Linked DNA regions of Pan troglodytes: region 1 is linked to region 2. Evidence: chromatin contacts called from public Hi-C data. All regions are on one chromosome and are shown on one strand. The core of a region is the stretch at or near the end of the contact, and the rest is flanking DNA. Distances in the headings are between cores, read along the strand shown.

Region 1 (5,348 bases), core at 973-3,472, 260 kb before region 2:
GCTGCTCTCGAACTCCTAACCTCAGGTGATCCACCCGCCTCAGCCTCCCAAAGTGTTGGGATTACAGGCGTGAGCCACCATGCCCGGCCTCTATGCCCTTTCTTTCTTTTTCTTTTCTTTCTTTTTTTCAGAACAGAAAGAAAACTGTTTTATTACACAATTAAACTTGAATGTGGCATGCATCATAGTCAATCTGCTTAAGAGAATGCAGAGACAGAAAGATGGTCACCAAAATTAGTCCATAAAAGGAAGAATTTACAGCACCATGTCATACATAGTTCATCCTAAATTCACATGGAGATTGAAGAGGCTATCTGTGTGTGCTAATTGTTTATATTCAATGACAAAAAAACTTTTCACATCTTCATAACAGGAGGTAGTTTAGCAGCTTGAAGCCAGGTACTATGCCAGGGAGCACAGAGCCACTGCTCTAAAATGTAAATAGCCAAAAGGATAGAACGCTTTTCAACCATTTTTGTAGCAGAGTGAAAGCCTACCTTCAGCAAGTACCTGGCTCTATGCCCTTTCTTATCCATGAGTCATAGAGAAGCATTTTCCCAATGTGTCTGAGAGCACACACTGCCCCTGCCCCTTGTCTGAACAGCCCTGCAATCCTAGGGCCTGCAATTAGTTATTTCAATGATCAGAGATAACAGATCACATAACAGAAAGCCTGTAACAGCCCCTCTTTTGCTTTGCATGTTTACAAGGAACACTAAGGAAAACAGCCCAGAGGCATGGGACTGACCGTGACCCCGAAGAAGTTGGTCTCGTTCATGGCATTGAGGATGATCCTGCCCAGCGTGTGGTCTGTGTAGTTGAAGTCCTGGATCCGCTGGTGCCGGCTGCTGGCATGCAGTGTCTCCATGGCCCTCTGCAGTGTCTTGGCGATGACCCAGATGCCATCGTAGGCGTACCCGTGGAACTTGCTGGGCCCCACGCCTGACCGCTTGTTGTTGTACTCTCTCTCATATTGCTGTGGAGTCTGGAAAAACAGGGGATTGGGGGAATCCCAAGTTATACTCGGCAGGGACATCAGGTGCCTGATGCCGAGAAGAGCTGCTATTCTTCAGTGCCCACAGGGTGCCAGGTACAGTGCTAGATTCTATGTGCATTATCTCATTTAACCCTCACAACAACCTCATAAGGTGGGTACTGTTATTGTCCCCATTTTACAGACCCCCCATTTTCAGGGGGGTCAACTTGCTTAGTTCCACAAAGCTAGTGAGTGACAAGACTGAGATTTAAACGGTCTTTTGGCAAGACTAGAGAGAGGGGATAATACACCCTAACCAGGCCTTTCCCTCTAAACTTGCAGGGCCTGGGGTGAGGTAGAGGCCCATATCCCGTATGTCTACATGTTAAAGTTATAGCATATGAACAAACTGTTCAAAAATATTCTCTATCTCCTCATCATAATAAATACACCTTCCTAGGGATCTGGAAGGCCAAGCTGGAATTCAGAATTCTGGGACTTCTCTGAGTTTCAGCAGCACAGAGGGAGCTGACGGTGTGCTGCTCAGCCCACCCCTCCCCTTCCCTTCCCACCCCTCTCCATCCTGCAGCCCAGCCAGGCTCAGTCCATACCTCCTTCCCCTTCTAGCATCAGTAGCTCCCTGTACCCTCAAAGGCACAGTCTACCCTCAAGAACTGGGGCAAGAGGCTCCCTAGACCCTGGAAGTGGCTCCAGCTTATGGGTTGAGAATTCAGGGCACAGTCTGGAAGCTGGAAGGGGTGCAGGTCTGAGTGGGCTGTGTCCGTGGCTTGCAGATTCTGGGCCCCGAGGGGCCTGAATGAGGACCTCTTAGAGCACGTGACCCAGGGCAAGGCCCAGTTGCTCAGGTGTCAGGCAGCATCCATTCCTCCTGCTATTCCATCTACCTTCCATAATATAACAGTCTGAATAGGCCAGCATTGAAAAAAAGATTTTTTTTTTCTCCCATTGAGCTGAATTTCATAAAGGAATTTCATTGGTGATATTAACATTTTGATTGTGGCCACAAAGTAATGAAACTGCCTTTTTACTCCAGACCTTGGAACTTGCACTTCCAGATGAATGCCACCCTGGGGGACCCATTACCCTCAGCTCCTTCATGAGTCTTTTTTCAAATCACTTCTGAACTCCTCTGCCAGAAATGTCATCAGGGCCCACGGCTTGGTCTTTGGAAAAACCCTCCTTGGGGAAAAATCACACACAGGACAATTGACTCTTTGTCAGTTTATACTGAGAAGGGCCCCTTAGGGACAGTCACGGGCATTCAGTCAGTCTACAGCCTGAGGCACAGAGAGGTGCAGAGACATGTCCAAGCTTACACAGCCTGTGTGTGTGTGTGTGTGTGTGTGTGTGTGTGTTGGGCAGGGGGGGGCGGGGCACCAGACTACCTTCCCATTTCATCTTGGCTACTTCTTTCCTCTTTGATTTCTAAAGTCATAATTGCTTGTTGAAAACCACCACAAGTTGTTTGGGCCATGTCTAGTGTTTTTAAGGAAGGTGGTGGAGCTGGGCCATCAAAGACTGTGTCTTCCGTGGTTGGAGCCCACTGGGGCCAAGAAGCCAAATCTCTTGCGGGGTCACCCACACAGATGCCTGGGGGTGAGTGCCAAGTGTCTCCGGCTGTGAACCTTGCAGGCAATGAATTCTGCATGACCAAATGTGAATGAATCCTGGCCGGGAGTCTGCCTCCTCCTATTTCAGGGTCCTCCTGGAAGGCTCAGGTTTGATCTGTTTGCAGCTTTCCTTGGAAATGCATCCTCTCTAGCTACCACCACCCTGCTCATCACTCAAGATACACAGTGGGCAGAAACTCCCCCCAAATCCCAGGTTCCTCAAAGAGACCAGCATTTCTAGTCCAGCTCAGCTCCCTGAGTTCATCCTGTTACTCACATTCTTCCACCCGCCCACACTCCATGCCCGCTGGCTCTTGAAGCTCATAGTCATCCCCGCCACTTTCACTCCGCCTGGAGAAGGAGGAAACAGTCCACTATGAAGCTCTGTCTCTTTAAACCTTTTGTTGTCCCTTGATCACATCAAGTTGGCTTGCACCTCAGGGCTTTGCACAAGCTGTTTCTCTGCCAGAAAGCTCCTTGCCCAGCTCTTGGCATGATAATTCTCAGCATTCAAATGTCAGCACCTGTCACTTCTCAGGGATGGCTTCCTTGACCCACCCGTTGTAAAAGCCCCCAGCCTGAGGCCAGGGGTTTTTATCTTCTTTATTGCACTTGTCACTCCCTGCAATTTTCCTCCTTATGTGTTTACTTGCTTATGGTCTGTGGTTTCACTCCTCCCTCCCCACCCACCTAGAATTAAGCTCCATGAGGTCGGAGATGTGATCTGTCTTGATCACTGAGGTACCACCAGAATCTCAAACAATACCTGCTTAGGCCCTTTTTAGGCCTCAGTTTCTCTGTCTGTAAAACACAGGAGCACACCTATTCACACACTGTAGAGCAAAATTGTTCTTCCCAAATACAAAAAGTTGTAATCCTACTGTGTATGAAAGTATTCATTTCCCTGCATCCTTGACAATAGGTATTTTCATTTTTAACTCAATTGTCAGTTTGTTAAGAAAAACATATATATCTGTTAAGAAAAAAGTATTCTTTTAATCTTAATTTGCATTTCTTTAATGATTAGAATGAGCTTATTTTAAATATTAACCAGCAATCTTAATTTTTTAGGTGAATTTCCTAATTATGTTAGGTGAATTTCCTATACCATCTTGCTACGGTGATGTCACATCATTTAATGTTTTGTTTTAGTGTCTCCTTGTTATTTTTCCATCTTTTACTACTTGGCTGTATTTTCTTTGATTTTTTAAAATGTGATTTGTGTCTATTTCTGGTTGTTAACTACTGACCATTTTAAAAGGATTTAAACAGTATTTGGATGTGTGTTTCTTTAATTAATTGCGTTAAGCATCACAGAAATGAGGCCCCTTTGATTTCTCTTTTGGATTTTGCTCCTATGAGCTTTCTCCAATGCACGCAATGGCATTCGAGGGTTGGTGGTGTCCATTTTTGAATTCCCTTGTTCGACCTAATGACTACATTCAGATGACATTTCTACACCACCTCCCTGACCAGAACACAACACTGGAGCAGCCTTCAAGGTTTCTATGTTCCTTTAAAAGTGGGAGGTCCAGACTTGAGGTGAACATTCCCAGTGTGGTCTCACCGGGTGGTAACTGAGTGTAATTTTAAACTTCCTTGATATAGTTTTGTTTTGTTTTGTGGGACACTAAGGGGATCAAGATCATATTGTCTATTGGATTTGGCCTTGAGGTCAACAAAAGTCCCTATATAAACTTTACATATACCACTTGTAAATTCATCTATCTCAAAAAACTGTCCTTCCTGGGTACAAGGATCAAGAGGAGGGCCAAGAACACTGGAAACACAGCTCTTTATCAGATTTCTGTGGGTAGAGTCCTTGGAATGGGACACAGGTGTAGCTAAGCCCTGAAAGGTGACCTCAGTTCTTGCTGTCTTTGCAAGCACCAGGTTAAAGAAGTCGTTGCTGCCACATGATATCCCAGGCCATTCATCATTGTTCCCAGGCGATGCCAGCACCAACTCCCTTGGGCAAGACAATGACAGCAGGAAGAAACGCACTCACAATTGTTGGAGAAAAAGTAATAGTTGTTCTTAAAGCAGGCCTCCAATTATTCAAGGCAGAAGAATTTCTTCCATCGTAAAGCTGACACTGAATGCTGATTAATTACCATCCTCCGAGGTCAAGTTTATCGTGAGATGCTAAAAGTTTCTGAGAAAATAACTTATGCAGATAGTCCCAATTACTGATAGGTTGGCCTCCAGAATATTTTTTAAAGGCATTTGTTGGAACTTGGAACATATTTTCCCACAGACACTATGTTATAAATAGTGGTTAGGTCCCAAGGCTAGCCCACACAAGCTTGCTAACCTACAATGTGACTAAACCTTATGAGTGTGTCATCCCAACAGAAATGAGCTGAGTCCTTCTTCCTGGGAGAGGGGAGCCTCATGGACAGAAGAGAGGGCAGGAGAAGGATATATCCTCTTCCACATCTGCAACTGATCCCCACAGAGGTGAAACTGGCAGACTTTCTCGCTGGCATCCCTGTGGGAGGTTTGAATCACAGAGTCTCATTTGGAAGTACACGAGAGAATATTTAGTTTGCTGGTTCCTGTGCTGCCGTTTGTAAATCACTTGGGAAGCTTGTTAAAAATGCAGATGCCACGGCTGGGCACGGTGTCCCACGCCTATAATCTCAGCACTTTGGGAGGCCGAGGCAGGTGGATCACCTGAAGTCAGGAGTTCAAGACCAGCCTGACCAACCTGGCAAAACCCCATCTCTACTAAAAATACA
Region 2 (6,107 bases), core at 1,459-3,958:
ACCCTGGCCTGTTATCTTCCTTAAGCTGTGTGTCACCTGCAGAGTACGCATAATATTCCCACCTAGGCTTAGAGAGATTAAATACCCAGCTCAAGGTCATCCAGGGTGGAAAGTAACCAGTTTCTCACTAAAACCCAGGCCCCACCTACCCCAAAGCCCTGGCTCTGGGCCCCTTCAAAAGGCTAGAGACACTTCTCTGTTTGCACGAAGCTAAAATTATCTTCTGTCTTCCTTCCCACTGTTTTCTAAATATTCCCACGAATTGAAGAGTCTTCTGACTGTCTCATCCTCTTGACTTTGGGTCCTTTCACTCAGAAAGTCATCAAGACACACTCGAAAAATAAAATGTAAAGGCTTCAACCCACACCCTGAAACGAAGCACCCATCTCTTTGCTGCCACAAACAGGCCAGTATGAAATCTCTTTCAGGGAAGCTTTACTAAAGGGAAGAAACTGATGATGAAAACATTATGCAGCTGACAATACTTGGTGATGATGCAAGCAGGGCTGCCCTATCTAAAAATGTGTTTGTCCCCAAAAGACCGGCTTTGCAGTGACCCCTCCAGAAGAATATGTGCAGTAGCAACAGAGAAACTGTCAAGAAGATATGCCTCCGTGTAACTGCATTGCTGTCTCCATTTATGTGTGCCAGACAAGTACCCCCACAGAACTTGAGATGCTCAGGCAAAGACGAGGGCGATAGGAATGTCATTCGGAAATGATTTCACACCGGGTTAGCCCTGCACAGCCAGCCAGCTTGCATCCTCTGGGGCAGAGGACGCCTCTCCGCCTGCAGCAGCCTGCGCATACCGCTGCCAACTGCCACCGGTTCCTTCACCTTTTATTTACAGCGCAGGGCAAGCTGGTTCACCGGTGAAGCGGGGGAGGCAGGGAATAAGATACAATCTAGATTCTGCTCTTTCTCTGGGGACATAAAGAGGGTCCGACCAAGGAGGAGGGGAAGCCCAGATTGCACCACCAGAGCAGTAGCGCGACCCTCCTCCCAAAAGGGTTCTGCACCTGGACTCCAGCAGAAGCGCCCGGAGAGTCCCAGGAAGCCAGGATCAAGCCCAGCGCCTCGGCCCCGCTCCGCGCGATGGAAGAGGCGCCAACTGAGCGTACTGCACAGGAAATCACTGCCCCCTTCAGGCCGCGTCTCAGACGCTGCGGTCGGAGCACAGGGGCTCGCTCGGTCCGGAAAAACTCGCAAACCCGACCTTGCGCGGCCAGCGATCGCTCCTCCAGACCCGCTCCGCGCGCTCCAGCCCCGGGCTGGCGGTGAAGGTCCGCTCTGGGGCTTCAGGCAGAACCCAAACCGAGGGCGTGGGGAGGGGTCTTGGGATGGAAAGCCCTTGGCTCTCTGGCTCCGCTCAGGACTGCTCTCCAAGTCTGTGCTCCGGCTGCTAGGTCGGATGCTTCAAGCCTGAGCCGTGAGAAACTGCCTGCAGCCGCCCGGCCAACAGCAGCGGCGCGGCCGGACACCACTGCACGTCCGGGACGAGAACTGCCAGGGCACTTTCTGAGCAACTAACCCGAGGCGGGGGTCTCCTGAAATCGCTCTGGCCACAGGCAGCGCCGGGCACGTCCAGGCAGAAGCGCTGCAGAGCCGGTGGCCCCACACCTGCCCGCGCGGAGCGGGCTCAGAGCTGCTGGCGCGCACCAGGCGCCCAGCCACGCTGCACGCTCAAGCCCCTTGGGTTCCGGAGCCTTCCGGACCTCAAAGCGCGGCTCGGCTTCCCTGGGGGCCTGTGAGCAGGCCCGCGGCCCCTCCGGCCCTGGGTGGCCCAGTTTGCAGTCAATGCGCCTGTTCCTCCCACTCGGTACCTCGCAGCCCCATGAGCGGGACCTGGACAGGGACAATCAATGTAGGCCTTTGGGGGTCCAGCCCCCACCTTCTCCACTCCTTTTTCTCTGGTCAAAAGAGACCCCAGTCTTCTATCCCACCCCCACCCCTCCCCACACACACATACACACATAAGACCGGAGGAGGGGGTGCTTGGCAAATGTTACCAGCTGTGCCAGCCAAGCCCAGCAGGACCGCGGGGGTGAACACTGGGCACCAGCCCTCTCTGTCCTCGGCAGGCGCGGGCCGGTCAATCGGGGATCTGACCAAAGGCCGGAGGTTGCCTGTGTCCAAACCACCCACCCCAATGCCCCCCGAAGCCCCGATGGCAGGGGCAGCCGGACACTCACCTCGGTGTCATAGAGCCGCAGGTCGAGGAAGTAGGGGCGCAGGAGTGACTCGTTGCGGATCTGCTCGATGGCCAGTTCCACGGCGGGGAGCACACCGCGCCCGATGCTGCCCTTGGCCACCTCCTTGGTGAGCGGCATGAGGCCCATGATGGAGAGCGGCGGGCTGCTGGGCGGCGGCCGGGGGGCGCCCCGCGCCCAGCCCCAGGCCCCGGGCGCCAGAGGCAGCAGCAGCGGCAGCAGCAGTAGCAGTAGCAGGCGCGCGGGCGGCGGTGGCGGCGGCGGCGGCGGCCCGGGCTGCCCGGAGCTCCGCGGGGAAGCCATGCCGCGCCGCGGGCTGCGGGCGCCGGCTCACTCGGCCCGCATGGCCTGGCCCGGCCCGCCGCCCCGCGCCAAGGTCTTCCCGCGGCGCCCGCGCAATGGCGCCGGCCCGGGCCCCGGCTCCGTCTCGGGCTAGGGTTCCGGCTCGGCTCAGAACGGCCGCGGCGGCGGCGGCAGCGGCGGCGCCCGTGACGGATCAATCACGCCGGGAAGGGGTGGGAGCGAGCGGAGTGCGGGAGGCGGGGAGCAAGCGAGCAAACGCGGAGAGGGGGGCCGGCGTCTCCGCGCGCGCCTCTCTCCAGCGCGGCCGCCCCGCACCGGGCCGCCTCCGCCCGCCCCCGTGCGCGCTCTGAACCGCTCTCCCGCCGGGAGCTGCTAGGCGGCAGCCCCTGGAGCTCGGCCGGGGGAGGGCGGACGGCAGGAAACGCGGGAGGCGAAGGCGAGGCTGCTCAGGGGCGGCTCGGGCCGCCTCCAGGGACGGGGACGAGCCGTGCGCGCCGGGGGAGGGGAAGGCGCTGGCGCTGCGGCGGCCGCGGGGAGGGCCACCTTCCCAGCACACGCACACACGCGCCCCCGGCCCTCCGCTGCGCCAGCTGCCGCTGCCCGCCGACCGCTGACCTCCAGGCACCAGAGCGCCCGGGGACAGCGATCTGGGAACCGGGACCGCGCGCTGGCACACGCAGTGGCCGCCGCCGCTCCGCCGAGCGCTGCCTGTAGCACCTGCACGGTGGTTTGGAACCGCTTCTCGGAGGTCTGGCCGGGAAGGTCTGGGCAGGAGAATGTTCCACGAAGGCGTCCCAGAGGCATCTGCAGCCTACGCTCTCCCGTTCTTTTCTGGCGCCCACGAGCCCCTGACCGAGTCCCGGGGGTCGCTGAAGACGCCCACGGGTGCTCGAACGCCCGTTGGTGCCAGGCTGCCCGGCCTTTAGGGCCTTGGCTGAGGACACCCCTTTCCTCCCCACCAGACGGAGCGACCGCCCTTTGCCAACCCCAAGCAAAGCTGGGGTCCCAACCTTACGTGCGCTACCGCCCCCTCCAGGCATTTGACCTCCCCGCGTCCCCATTCTTGATGGGCCCCGCCCTAGAAGTCTCCCGGGGTCTGAGCACTATCCTCAGGCCAGGGCGGGGCCGCGCGCCCCTGGACTTGGCCCTCTCTCTGCCAGGTCGCACTGGCCAATCTTAGCCAAAGCAGTCCCGAGCCAGATGTACCCGAGTGAGCTGACCTAAGACCTTGGGTTCCTTGTGCCTCTGCATACTTCAAGAATGGGAAACGTGGTCATTAATCTATAAAGTCCCAGGGGCTGATTAATGCGAGGAACACAGTAGGACATCAAATCACAAAACATACTTGAGCCTGAACCAGGGACTGTGGAAGATATCGACGACCTTGTAACAAGAATGGAAGTTTGACCTTCGCTGAGTACTTACTGTGCGCCTTATGATGTAATCCCCACAACTGCCCTGTAAGCATACTGTGTTACTCACCCTTACTTTACAGGCGAATACACTGGTGCTCAGAGAGGTTCTGTAGCTAGTGGAAGCACACAGAGCTACTGAAGGACCGGAACCCAGAGCCAGCAGGAACTCCGTGCACAGTGCAGTGGGAGCCAGGGATGTGGGACTGCAAGTTTCCTCTCCAGGAGGAGCACTGCCCTGACTCAGTTGCTCTGGACGTCGATTCCCTCCGGCATATGGTGAGGGATTTGGACCGGATGATGATGATGATGGCCACACACCAGCTCTACTGGAGTGAGGCAAGGGCAGCTCTGAATCCAGGCTGAGTTGTTAGGAAGCACAAAGATGTGAGTGGAGGCTGAGCAGAACTACTAGAGAGTACCTTGGACAGCGCCAGGGAAACCAGGCCAAATTCTGTCTGCCCTAACTTCTCTTTCCAGGCTTCTGTAGACTCCACCTCTCCCGGCTCCACTTGGCATTTCCTTTTCCCCAAGCTGGAGGGTTTGCATGAACAGAACTCACCTGAGCATCTCCTCCAGGAAGGGAGGAAGGAAGGGAGGGAGGGAAAGAAATGGTCCAAAGGACAGTGTAATCCCCAGATACTCGCTCAACTGCTGTCTCACTTGACATCACAAATATCCTCCAGTCATAGTCTTCTGGCACCTGCCATTCCTCAAACCCTTAGCTCAGGTTTCTGAATGAACATTTTCACTTGTTTTTTTTCTTTTTTCTAATTCTTTCCTTTAGTCATTTGTGTCCTCCTTGCAAGCTGTGCCAATATAGAGTGTCCACTGACACCTACATCTGGGAATAAGTTGAAAGCTGGGTAACTTTGCCTGACATTTACTAAGGGGTTGAAGGCCCTACATGGCATCCTGCCCTACAGCCCCTCTGTCTTCTTTTATGGTGGGGTGACCTGGCCCCAAGACGCATGACCTGGGATCTACCCTGACCCAGGGGGCACCAATCTCACTCTCCATCAGCATGGCTCCAGGCCAATCTCTGATCTCACAGCCCACTCCTAATGCCTGGGCATCCCTCTGGTTCCAAGATCTTACTCTGGCCTGGTATTACAGTTTGGGTAACTGCATCCCTGATGTGCTTCCTGAGTCTGAGTTCCTGCCTCAGTCACCAGCCTAGAATGCATGTTCCTCCAGAGCTGGGGTCCAGCGTCTTGCTTTATAATAATCATTCATTCCTTTGACCAGTGTTTTGAAGGGCATGCTACCTGCTAGGCACTGTCCTAGGAGCTGATGATATAGGAAGGAAAAAACCAGACCAAAATCCCTGCCCTTGTAGAATTGACATTCTAGTGGAGAAAGAGAAACAATAAATAGGAAGAAGAAGATATGTTAGTATGCCCATTTATGAAAAGTGCTATGGTGAACAAAAAAGCAGGAAAGAGGATTGAGACTGGCAGAGTGGGGCTGCAATTTGAAATAGGGAGGTCAGGGAAAGACACACTAAGGTGACTCCTCAGCAAAGACATAAAGAAGGTAAGTAAGAGAGACAGGCAAATAGTGTTCCATGCAGAGGAACAGCAAGGGCAGAGGCTCCGAGACAGGAGTGTGCCTGGCATGTTCAAGGAACAATGTGGAAGCCAATGTGGTAGAGCAGAGTGGGCAAAGGGAAAGCAATCAGATCCAAGGTCAAAGGCAGGTAGGACTGTATGGGGCCTCAGCACTGGGAGGGCACATGAAACAGCAACCATGGGAGGCTACCGGGTGGAGCAGTGACATGATCTGATGTATTTTAAGAGGATCACTCTGGCTGCAGAGTGAAGAACCGTTAGCAGGGGGAAAGAGTGTGAGCAGGAATACCTGTTAGGAGTCTCTACTACAATAGGCACATTTGGTGGCCAGGCCAGGGTATAAGCAGAAGAGAGGATGAGAATTGGCTAATCATTGTGCTTCTTATTAATTGGAATAAAATGCATTGGCCAAGTCCCAGAATGTGGAAAACACTTGATTCCCTTGAACTCATCTACCTTTTAAGAGATGTAATAGAGACTTAGAAAGCAACGTGCTCAGGTTGCACCTCCAGGAAGTAATGAAACATCCGTGTTAGCCCAGGTCTGTATGGCTTAAATTATTATCTTGTTTGCATAATCCTGTTTCCTTAGCAATCTTTTCTCACAAACCC

The links. Hi-C and Micro-C count contacts between places; a contact is called where the count stands out from the background.
Region 1: a Hi-C map of stem cell-derived neural progenitor cells shows a contact between it and region 2, with 4 times the contacts expected there. The contact joins the enhancer-like site here to the promoter of GABBR2 in region 2. A contact is called at or near these places in 1 of 7 Hi-C or Micro-C datasets (stem cell-derived neural progenitor cells) and 1 of 1 datasets of contacts at active chromatin or transcription factors (stem cell-derived excitatory neurons).

Annotation. Positions count from the first base shown.
Region 1 is chr11:40,057,870-40,063,217 of NHGRI_mPanTro3-v2.0_pri, reverse strand. It overlaps GABBR2 (gamma-aminobutyric acid type B receptor subunit 2), which reads right to left. Exons shown (of 19, transcript XM_016961310.3): 7 at 749-985. Among named protein-coding and RNA genes, the nearest start is that of TBC1D2, 200 kb to the left of the region's middle. Within about 2 kb of position 2,222, at least 1 of the 24 cell types and tissues checked has an H3K27ac peak or open chromatin away from gene starts, as enhancers often do. A contact at or near this core is called in stem cell-derived neural progenitor cells, where this site is marked.
Region 2 is chr11:39,801,901-39,808,007 of NHGRI_mPanTro3-v2.0_pri, reverse strand. GABBR2 (gamma-aminobutyric acid type B receptor subunit 2) reads right to left here and starts at 2,708. Exons shown (of 19, transcript XM_016961310.3): 1 at 2,193-2,708. The coding sequence starts at 2,513.